3 separate regions of the Mus musculus genome follow, and regions 1 and 2 are each linked to region 3. A link is a contact called in public HiChIP or PLAC-seq data. All regions are on one chromosome and are shown on one strand. Each heading gives the region's core, a stretch centred on a gene start, on an enhancer-like site or on the middle of the called end of the contact. The rest is flanking DNA. Distances are from core to core; before and after follow the strand shown. Region 1 has its middle 17 kb from the start of Zfp985. Region 2 holds the start of Zfp984 (zinc finger protein 984). Region 3 overlaps Gm42346 (gastrula zinc finger protein XlCGF71.1-like).

What was found. HiChIP or PLAC-seq counts read pairs in DNA pulled down with a chosen protein or histone mark.
Region 1: a contact with region 3 is called in an H3K4me3 HiChIP or PLAC-seq map of embryonic stem cells, with 7 read pairs. The contact joins two enhancer-like sites. A contact is called at or near these places in 5 of 39 promoter capture datasets (the HPC-7 cell line, cranial neural crest, frontonasal cranial neural crest and 2 more), 1 of 15 datasets of contacts at CTCF or cohesin (the NIH/3T3 cell line), 10 of 484 Hi-C or Micro-C datasets (the CH12 cell line, the G1E-ER4 cell line, LSK cells and 5 more), 16 of 115 datasets of contacts at active chromatin or transcription factors (the 230-238 cell line, acute myeloid leukemia, cardiomyocytes and 9 more) and 2 of 9 other capture datasets (embryonic tail and macrophages).
Region 2: a contact with region 3 is called in an SMC1A HiChIP or PLAC-seq map of the NIH/3T3 cell line, with 19 times the contacts expected there. The contact joins the promoter of Zfp984 here to the enhancer-like site in region 3. A contact is called at or near these places in 1 of 39 promoter capture datasets (embryonic stem cells), 1 of 15 datasets of contacts at CTCF or cohesin (the NIH/3T3 cell line), 2 of 484 Hi-C or Micro-C datasets (B cells and nephron progenitors), 5 of 115 datasets of contacts at active chromatin or transcription factors (cardiomyocytes, embryonic stem cells, epiblast stem cells and 2 more) and 3 of 9 other capture datasets (adipose tissue, embryonic stem cells and liver).

What each region holds. Positions count from the first base shown.
Region 1 is chr4:147,534,481-147,538,065 of GRCm38.p6, reverse strand. No RefSeq gene overlaps it. Among named protein-coding and RNA genes, the nearest start is that of Zfp985, 17 kb to the left of the region's middle. Within about 2 kb of position 1,690, at least 7 of the 459 cell types and tissues checked have an H3K27ac peak or open chromatin away from gene starts, as enhancers often do. A contact at or near this core is called in embryonic stem cells, where this site is marked.
Region 2 is chr4:147,807,699-147,811,096 of GRCm38.p6, reverse strand. Zfp984 (zinc finger protein 984) reads left to right here and starts at 1,309. Exons shown (of 6, transcript NM_001127189.3): 1 at 1,309-1,429.
Region 3 is chr4:145,430,723-145,434,159 of GRCm38.p6, reverse strand. It overlaps Gm42346 (gastrula zinc finger protein XlCGF71.1-like), which reads right to left. Exons shown (of 3, transcript XM_030253952.1): 2 at 346-414. Among named protein-coding and RNA genes, the nearest start is that of Gm42346, 20 kb to the right of the region's middle. Within about 2 kb of position 1,744, at least 15 of the 459 cell types and tissues checked have an H3K27ac peak or open chromatin away from gene starts, as enhancers often do. A contact at or near this core is called in the NIH/3T3 cell line, embryonic stem cells and expanded potential stem cells, where this site is marked.

The DNA of each region.
Region 1 (3,585 bases), core at 441-2,940, 2.1 Mb before region 3:
AGGGCCTGAGTAGACAGCAGTCCTTACAATTGTGGGTGATCCCCTTTTTAAGCCTCGGGTCATGTCTTGTGGGCCTAAAGAGGTAGCTGGAAGGCAGGAGATTCTTGGAGCCCAACCAGAGGAGGCTGCAAATGTGAGGGAGGATTTTTATATGTGGGAGAGGTAGGGCAGTAGTATCCCTGGCACAAAGTTCATGCCATGTGTCCTGTGGAGGTGGGAGGTTTGCAGCTAACACCAAGCTTTCAGATGCCTGCAATAGACTCCTCCTCCTCACCATGACGTGAGTTTGCCAAGGCTAAGATAGCTGGAGAAGAGGCAGTTACAGACACATATACACTTCCCTATTCCTAACAATATTTTTTGTGAGTAGCAATAACTTCCTCTATGGAAAAACTTTTAAATTAGTTATAACGTCAATAAGAATCATAACAAAAGTGGTGGTGGGGAACTATACCAGAATGCCACTCCCACTCAAGTAAAAACTCTGTGGCAGGCCCAAAGGCTTGGCCTCAGTCCTGAGGCATAAATTTTCAAGGAACTTGTCTCCCGGAATGATTCTGGTGTCCCATAAACAAATATGTCTCAGATTCATCCTTGCTATACTTGGTGAATGGTTCTGTGTGCTTTCTTTCAGTATTATTTTATTATAGGTGCCTCCAAGGAATGATTTGTCAAATACCTAAATTAGGTTGAACTTTCCTTCCTGGCCTTCACCAATGTCCTAGGCAGTCCTTGAGCCAACCCTGGGCTTAGAATTTAGTAACTATGACCTATTCAGATGAATTGACTCCAGTTTTGAAGGAGATATATTGAAAGAAATAAGGCATTACTATCTACTACATAGAGTTAGAAAATTCAGGGCAAGCTTAAGAAAGTAAGTTTAGAATTCTTATTATAGTTATGTATGGCAGACTACATTACTTAATAGAAGAAAGTTCCCCACAAAATCACTTAGAATAACAGCCAATTCACTACCATATACAGGAATTTACAATGGTTTAGGAAGAAGATCCTACTGTGGTTGAAGGAGGAACTAGAGTATTGCATTATTCATGAGAACATTAGCTAGAGCAGAATTCCCTAGCACATACTTTCACTAGCCCAGAGGAATAGCATAGCTAGGTATTTACTAAGAGCTGTGTGGTGGTAGGATAAACAATAAATCAGAATTAGAACTATGGCTTGTACATGAAAGCCCTTGCCACAGGAGCATAATGACCTCATACATGGCTTCTAAGAATACAGCTGACCTGAGATAGAGCTGACTTTGTCTCAGTTCTTACATTGACTAGTTCCTGACAGTCTTTATGTATGCATTCTTCTGTTTTGTGTAAAGAGTCATTAAGAATCGGGTAACCTCAGCGTACCTTGAGTGATGCGTCACCTCACTTCCTTATTTTCTTCTGTATTATAAGGATGATGCTCACTTTGAGAACTTACATTCAGATCAACACTCCCTTGTGTTCTTGTCTGATTGACACTCGACACCGACTCCTTGCCCACCTGAATACTGAAACCCTGATCTCCTGAATGTTGAGGGACCACCTGAGTTCAGTCTGTGTCACCCGAATTCGCCATGAATTTCCTGGCTTGAAAGAAAACCCTCATCCATGTATCAGGCTCTCAAACGTTCTCAGAGCAATGCATGGGGATAGAACTCCTGCCTCAGTCCAGAGGGTTTCCAGAACAGAGAAACTGACATTCATGCCACTGATGAAAAGGAACCACCTAAGAGATTTTATTTGGGGTTCCCTTAAGTGGGAAGGAAGTCTACCAATGGCCAGATGAGACACAGGGGTAAATTAATAAGAAAGGGGAGAATTGTGGAAGGAGGAAAGTGTATGTTGGACTCAGTTGTCTTGTGCTTAGTGGGAGACTTCCATGGCTTCCATGGTAGTGAGGCCATGGCTCTGGGCCCACATGGTTTGCACAATGGAGGAATGTCATGGGTGTGTGTGAAGGGTAGTCCTTGTTGTGGATTGCCCTGGTGCTGTTTGTATTTTGATGCTAATTCTGCTTCCTCAAATGGAGCTGCCCCAAGGAGGAGTGGATCACATTCTCTGGTGATTTAATGTGAAACTTCTCCCCATTTAAATTGGTCAAATTGGTCAAATAAAGACTGAAGCCTGTGATTGGGCAGTGGAAGGAAAACGTGGGGCTGGAGGTTTTAGAAAGGGAGAAGAGGGGAAGGAGGAGAGGCAGACAAGGAAACAAAGAAGATAGTGGAAGATGGAAGAAAAGGAGGTGGAAGGAAGATGGAGCAAAACCACGTGGCCTGGTGAAGCCACAAGTAGCAAGGGATCTACACTTCTAGACAGTATTTATCCAAAGATGGCCTGCATCTTAGTTATCTTAATTTCAACTCATTTCCCTCGAGGAATTCCCATGCAGAGGGAAGATAAATTAGAATGAATATTTGCCGGGCAGTGGTAGCAAATGACTTTGATCCTAGCACTTGGGATGCAGAAGCAGGCAGACTTCTGAGTTCAAGGCCAGCCCGATCTACATAGTGAGTTCCAGGAAAGCTAGCACTATACAGGGAAACAGGCTCAAAAACAAACAAACAAATAAATATATGAATTTAAAAAAATAAAAGAATGGATATTTTTAGCACATAAACAGCGTAAGAAAACCCTACATGGAGAAGGTCTTTGAATTTATACTAAAAGGAAAAAAAAATGAGACTTTGACAATTAGTTGGAACGGACCCAACTAAAATCGTGGTACCTTTTAATAATGCAGAGATTGCCTCCTTATGGCCACAAGGTGAATCTTGGTAAAGAACATGCAGTAACTTCTTGGAGAGATTAAAAACAGATACTATAAAAGTATGATTTCATTTCATAAAAAGAACTACTTGGATTCTCCCTCATAAAATAAAGGAAATTCCATTATCTGGAGCCCCTACATTTTACGCTGAGGCCAATAAATCAGGAAAGGCAGGACATAAATCAGAAGATGTAGGGTACTGAATATTCTTATAAATCTGATCAAATATCTGAATTATGTGCAATACTCATGGTGTTGTCAGATTCTGAAGAGTCTCTTAATATAGTAACTGACTCTCAATATGCAGAAAGGGTTGCTTTTCCAATACAGACTGTTGATCTTATTCAGGATGAATCTGAATTGACTTCACTATTTCTTCAGCTAGCACAATTGATAAGAAATAGGAGTCATTCACTATATATAACACACATAAGATCGCATACAGGTTTGCCAGGCCCTCTGTCACAAGGTGATAATGAAATTGACCAGCTATTGATAGAAAGAACAAAAGAGGCTTTAGAATTTCATAAAAAATCATGTTAACAGCAAAGTTTTAAAGAAAGAGCTAAGGAAAATGTGAGGCAATGTCCTACTTGCTCATTATACAATCAAATTCTATTACCTTCAGGAACTAAGCATAAGGGTATGAAAAAAATGTCCTTTGGCAAATGGATGTATTCCATTTTACAAAGTTTGGTAAACTGAAATGTGTGCATCATACTATCGACACTTATTAAGGATTTCAATGGGAAGCTTCCTCAGCATCAGAAAAGGCTGAATCTGTAACTACCCATTTGTTAGAGGTTATGGCCATTC
Region 2 (3,398 bases), core at 60-2,559, 2.4 Mb before region 3:
TTGACTTCCTAGCAAGAGTCTAATGAGACTTGGGTAAATCTCGAGTCTCCTTTCCCCAGCTTATACTGATATGCATGGGTGTCATAGAGTGTTACAGGGAACAATCAGGAAACCATTTATCAACAAACAGTGCAGTATGTATTGTAATTTTGTTCAAGTTTTCTTTCTTTCATCCTTTCTTTCTTTCTTTTCTTTCTTTCTTTCTTTCTTTCTTTCTTTCTTTCTTTCTTTCTTTCTTTCTTTCCTTCTTACTTCCTTACTTCCTTTCCTTACTTTTTTTTTTTTGACAAAGATCAAGACAGTTTTCCAAAGGAGTTTCTCTTTATTGTCTCACCCTTCAAGAAGTAAATAATATTGTGCCTTGACCTAACATCATTTTAATTCATCATTTTCTTTGATTGAGGCATCCACCTCCTCTACCTTTTCTTTAAGTCTGATAATCTGTCTCCCACAGGTTCTCTATGTATTATTTTTATTTGCCTTACTGCATTTTCTTTTCAGGATTTTTTTTTGGCATTTCTAAGCACTTATTGAAGTCAATTTTAATATTTTATATTGTCATTTCCTTCAGGAATCTGGTATTATTTTCTTGCCCATGATTTATTTCGTTTCTCTCTGAGTGAGTGGATTTACATGGTTTACAAACTTTAATGTCCTTGATCATGATTGTGGGTTTTCTATTCTTTGTCTTCGATATCAAATAAATTGTGCTCCTTATAGGATACCTATATGGTTTGCGGTTTGAGCCAAGGACATTTTATCTAAGTTATTGTTTGTTTTGGGTATCTGTTCTGAGCATCAGAATTCAAAGGGACTGCTTAATTGTGTGCATTTATAGCCCAGAGGAAAAGACTCACAATATGAGAAGTTAATATGCGTTGTATCTGAAGGGTTCAGAACCCAGGTGCAGTGTCCTACTACATCCAGTTCTGGTCTAGTCTGGCAGCAACCTTTTGAGGAAGCTGTGTAGAGTAGGTCCTGGGAAGTTTTGTGGAAGGCAGCCTGCAACAGAGTTGGAGGAGTGGTTCCTGCTGGGGAGGGTGGGCCTCCAGCCTGATTAGATGAGTTTAAGAAAAAGACAAATTAAAAGCAAAGGAACGAGCAAGCAAGCAAGCAAGCAAAAATTCAAAACACCAAACATTGCTGTGAAGAATTGGGAAGCTAATTAATTAAAAGGTCCCGAAGTAGGTAGGCTTAGAAGAATTGCAGGAAGCTGCTGAATATTGGGCGGGTCCAGAAGGCGGGGCTAGGCAGCATGAAGGGAAGTTCCGCGGTTTCATCTTTCTTCTTGCATCTCAGCTGCCTCGTGATCAGGAAGTTATGGAGGGAGACTAGCGCCTAGTATTTGCGGAACCTGAAAACTTTCTTAAGCAGCAGTTGTTGTGCTGGCCTCCTAGGACATTGAGCAGCTGGTCCTGTCACCTTCCAGGTCAGAGGAGCTGTTGGACTGGGGAACAGGCAGGAACTGGGCAGGCGTGTGGAGCAGGGGTGCATTTTCTGCCGCCATTCTCACAATTCAGTGTTTGCGGAACCTGAAAACTCCCTTAAGCTGCAGTTGCCCCTCCTAGGACATTGAGCAGCTGGTCCTGTCACCTTCCAAGTCAGAGGAGCTGTTGGACTGGGGAACGGGCAGGAGCTGGGCAGGGGCGTGGAGCAGGGGTGCATTTTCTGCCGCCCCTCTCACAATTCAGTGTTTGCGGAACCTGAAAACTTCTTTAAGCTGCAATTGCTGTGCTGGCCTCCTAGGACATTGAGCAGCTGGTCCTGTCACCTTCCAAGTCAGAGGAGCTGTTGGACTGGGAAATGGGCAGGAGCAAGGCAGGCATGTGGAGCAGGGGTGCATTTTCTGCCGCCACTCTCCCAATTCTGTTGTGGTATCTTACCATTATCAGGAAGTTTGAGATCCTGTGAATTGGGTTCATGGTGATGTTTTAATTAATTTTATGGGTGCCAGATTTTTTTTTTTTTAAATAACCCCGTAGATCCTTGGCCGTCTCTGGAGTTTGTGTATTGGGATGGTTGTCTTTGCAAAAGCCATAATAAAGCTCCTCAAATTCAAATTCATTCATGCTTTCTTAACTCCCTTGTTCCTCCATTTGCCATTTCGTTTCCCTTTCTCCAGGGAACTGGATAGGCATCCCTAGAGAGCTTTGTAGGTATTTGTCATATGGGGATCAGTGCAGATTTGATTGAATTCGAAAATATTCGTTATAAAGTACTGTTGAAAGACCCAAAAGGTGAGGACTCTCCCACGTTCTGACTCAGGAGAGGCAACACCCCAAATTACTGGAGAAACGGTTTTGATGCAAATTGCAAGAGGACTTTTATTTCAAGAGAGCTCTCAGGCCCACAGTCATAAACCATGCAATGCTAGAGGACTGTGGTATGCAGAGTAGCTGGGTAAGGGGGTATTTAAAGGAAGGAACCACAAGTCAAGGGGGTGGGGAGGGCGTTGTTGGAAAATACCAAAAATACCAGTTGAAAGTGGAAAGTCAAGACAGCTGTGTATGAGTCTCAATAACATTAGCACATTTGCATAGTGAGTTCCTGGAGTTGTCGGGGTGGGTCAAGGTGACTTTCTTTGAAAGCACAGCTTATAAGTGGGTGGATGGAGGAATGTTGCTATCTGCTTTATGATTAGCATACCTTGGGGGCATTGAGTCACAAGGATCTTATTTTTAAGCCTGACCCTAAAGGCTTACTTTTTGTTTTTATGTTTCAATTTTTAACTGTCTCCTGGCTGTAAATATTAATATTAACCTAGCAAAGTTATAGTCCCCGTTAGTTTAACACTGAGGTATATGTAGTCTTTGATGTAAATACAGCATTGAGAAATGAGTCTTCATAGGCTTAGTTATTAATATTACACCTTAGGTTTGAATAAAACATGAAGACAGGATTGCAGTAAGGTACAGCTGAGAAGAAGATATATAGTGGGTCTGTGCACCCTGAGTGTTGCCAGAGAAAAACTAATTGTACCACGTGGGCAAGTTTTATAAAATAATACATCCTGACCAAGAGATGGATTTGGTCACATGCTACAGGCAGTTTTATAGGCCACTGTAGTTTCCTATGAGGCTTTTATTATTTTTCTAAGACATGCAACCTGCAGCAATGCACGAAGATATCTGGATATCTGGGTCTTATGCTGGTGGTTGGGTTAGTTTTTGGCATTTCAGTCTGAGGGAGAAAGCATTTAGAGATATCTGGTTGGTTCCAAAATGTACCAAGCCATCAGGTGTGTGTGTGTGTGTGGGGGGGGGATTAAGGGTGAGATGGAGGATGGAGGGGCAGGCCAAGAGATAACCAGGAGCCAAGGAAACACCTACCCAACTATGACTTCATTGATAACAGGCACCCCAGCTAGCCATTCCTCCTGAATTTCTTTGAATCCTTTC
Region 3 (3,437 bases), core at 495-2,994:
AACCCCAATGCAAATTAAGTGACACAGGAGACCTTCCTTCCACACTAATATAAAAGGTCAAAATTCGATCCAAAATAAAAATTCGCAATCGATATATTTTTTGAGCATCATTTACAATAGATTACCATTGAGATTTGCAGGTTTTCAGTCCATGGAAATTGCACGGAAAATATAATGGTGTTATATATGTGAAAAGACCAAACCGTTAAATTCTCCTCATCCCAGAAGAAAATGAAGAGATTAGAAAAAATCCTCTTAGATAATATGACCACATATAGATAACAGAACTATGCAGTGGTTTGAATGAAAAAGGATTTTTCAAAGAAATGTGGACAGCACACTGACCTGTGGAGTGTTTACCAGAGAAGAACTCATCCTTTTTCTTTTTTCCCTGTTTCAAATATTGGAACTCTTCTTGAAGTTTCACAACAGGGTTTGAAAAATACAAAAATGAAATTACTACAACTACGTAATAGACAATGATAAACCACATAAAAGAACATTAAAAGCAAAATGATACAAAGAATCTTGTCAACACTTCTACAGACATGAGAGCATGGCATGACATATTTAGTGTAGTAAGGAATATAAGTATAATCTGAGGACGCTTTCTGACCTCAGTGGGCACCTGGCATAAACACAGAGCATATGCATCCAGGCTGTAAAACACTATTATCAGGTTTGTTACTGAGAACTTATCTTCCTGGGACTAGAGTCAAGGACAAATGGCTAGTGCCTACCATGAATCATGCCCAGAGTTGAATGGTGTTTCATTCATTTCAGGTAAGCATTGAGAAGGAATAAAAAAGGGGGAGCTTATTCAGCAGCAAATTTCAGAGGCTGAAAACACACCAGGCCTTAGATAATACTGTATGGAGAGTAGAAGCTTACATGACTAGGCCTAGGTTAATAGATGTAGTCAGGAATCCTCCCAAATTACAGTGACAATAGGAGAATGAAACTTACTTATACAGTAAAAAATAGACACTGCTCAGTATAAAAGCTCTCAAGAATATAAGAGAAGAAACATACCTCAGAAATAAGGCAAGCAGACTCAAAACTAAAGCAACCAGTACAGAGAAGGTCAACAATAATTATTTCACTCTAGTGGGGACTAATGCAACACAGAGCATCAATAAGAACACAGGTCAAGGACAGGAAAACATTTAGAGTGGACAGAATAGGTGATTCAGAAAGCAAGTAGACCTTCTGGAGAAAACCACCTCATATCAGACAATTCACTCTCAACAGACATCTTAAGACACCCTCACAGTAACTTTCTTTTTTTAAAAATATTTTTATTAGGTATTTTCCTCATTTACATTTCCCTATATACATTTACATCCCTATTTAAAACTATGGAGACGGCCACAGATCTAACGGGGTTATTAAAAAAAATATTCTGGCAATCATAAAATTTATTAAAACATGACCTTGAACCCAATTCACAGGGTCTCAAACTTCCTGACAATGGTAAGATATCCACAACAAAATTGTAAGAGTGGCGGCAGAAAATGCACCACTGTTCCACATGCTGGCCTTGCTCCTGCCCATTTCCCAGCCCAGCGCTCCTCTGACCTGGAAGGTGACAGGACCAGCTGCTGAATATCCTAGGAGGCCAGCACAACAACAGCTGCTTAAGGAAGTTTTCAGGTGCCGCAAGTACTGGGCATGACTCTTCCACCAGGAGTTCCTTACCACGAGGCAGCGGAGAAACAAAGAGAATGATGAAATGGCAGAACTTCCTTTTACTTCTGCCTAGCCCCTCCTTCTGGACCCGCCCAATATTCAACAGCTTCCTGGAATTCTTCTAGGCCCACCTACTTCCGGACCTTTTAATTCATTAGCTTCCCAGTTATTCACAGCAATTTTTTTGTTTTGGATTTCTGCTTGTTTGCTTGCTTGCTTGTTTTTCCTTTGCTTTTAATTTGTCTTTTCCTTAAACTCATCAATTCATGCAGGAATCCCACAGTCCCCATCAGGAACCCCTCCCCCAACTCTGTTGCAGGCTGCCTTTCACACAACTTCCCTGGACCTACTCTGCACAGCTTCTCCACAAAGTTGCTGCCAGACTAGACCAGAGCTGGATGTAGTAGGACACTGCACCTGGGTTCTGAACCCTTCAGATACAATGGATCCTTCCTAACTTCTCATATTTTGAGTCTAGCCCTCTGGACTAAAAATGCACACAATTAAGCAATTCCTCTAAATTCTGATGCTCAGAACCCAAAACAAACAGAAACTACGATAAAATGTCCTTGTCTCAAACTTCAAACCATATATGTACCCTATAAGGAGCACAATTTACATGATATCCAAGATAAAGAATTGAAAAGCCACAGTCATGATCAAGGAGATTAAAGTTTGTAAACCATGAAAATCCACTCAGAGAGGAAGAAAATGAATGATGAACAAGAAAATAATACCAGATTCCTGAAGGAAATGTCGACAATATAAAATATTTAAATTGAGTTCAATAGGTGCTTAGAAATGTCCTCCCCAAAAGACCCTGAAAACAAAATGCAGTAAGGCAAATAAAAATAATACATAGAGAACCTGTGGGAGACAGATTATCAGACTTAAAGAAAAGGTAGAGGAGATGGATGCCTCAGTCAAAGAAGATGATGAATTAAAATGATGTTAGGGGAGGATTATCCAATATATATAAAGAACTCAAGAAGATGGACTCCAGAAAATAAAAAAAAAAATTTAAAAATGGGGCTCAGATCTAAACAAAGAATTCTCAACTGAGGAATATGGAATGGCTGAGAAGCACCTAGAAGACTGTTCAACATCGTTAATCATCAGGGAAATGCAAATCACAACAACCCTGAGAATCCACCTCACACTACTCAGAATGGCTAAAATAAAAAATTCAGGGGACAGCAGATGCTGGAGAGGATGCAGAGAAAGAGGAACACTCCTCCATTGTTGGTGGGATTACAAGCTTATACAACCACTCTGGAAATCATTCTGGCGGTTTCTCAGAAAATTGTACATAGTACTATTAGAGGATCCAGCAATACCTCTCCTGGGCATATATCCAGAATGTGTTCTAACTGGTAATAAGAACACATGCTCCACTATGTTCATAGCAGCATTATTTATAATAGCCAGAAGCTGGAAAGAACCCAGATGTCCCTCAACAGAAGAATTGCAGCCCTATCGTCCTGCCACTCCCACTGCTGCTGCCTGCCAAGAAGCTGTTCTGGAGCTATCACGTGTTCACCTGTAAGATGATTTGGCGGGAATCGGCCCCCTTCCCCTCCTTCATAACTTGGTGCACGAATTAGTAAAATTGAGCTTTGATCAGAATTTTTGTCTTAGCTTCATCTTTCTCTTGTCCACCTAGCTCCCTCTTCTCTTCCAGATTCCAAGATGCCTTCCCAGAACCGAACCCAGACATGTGAGCCGCTGGTCGGACACAACATACAAGG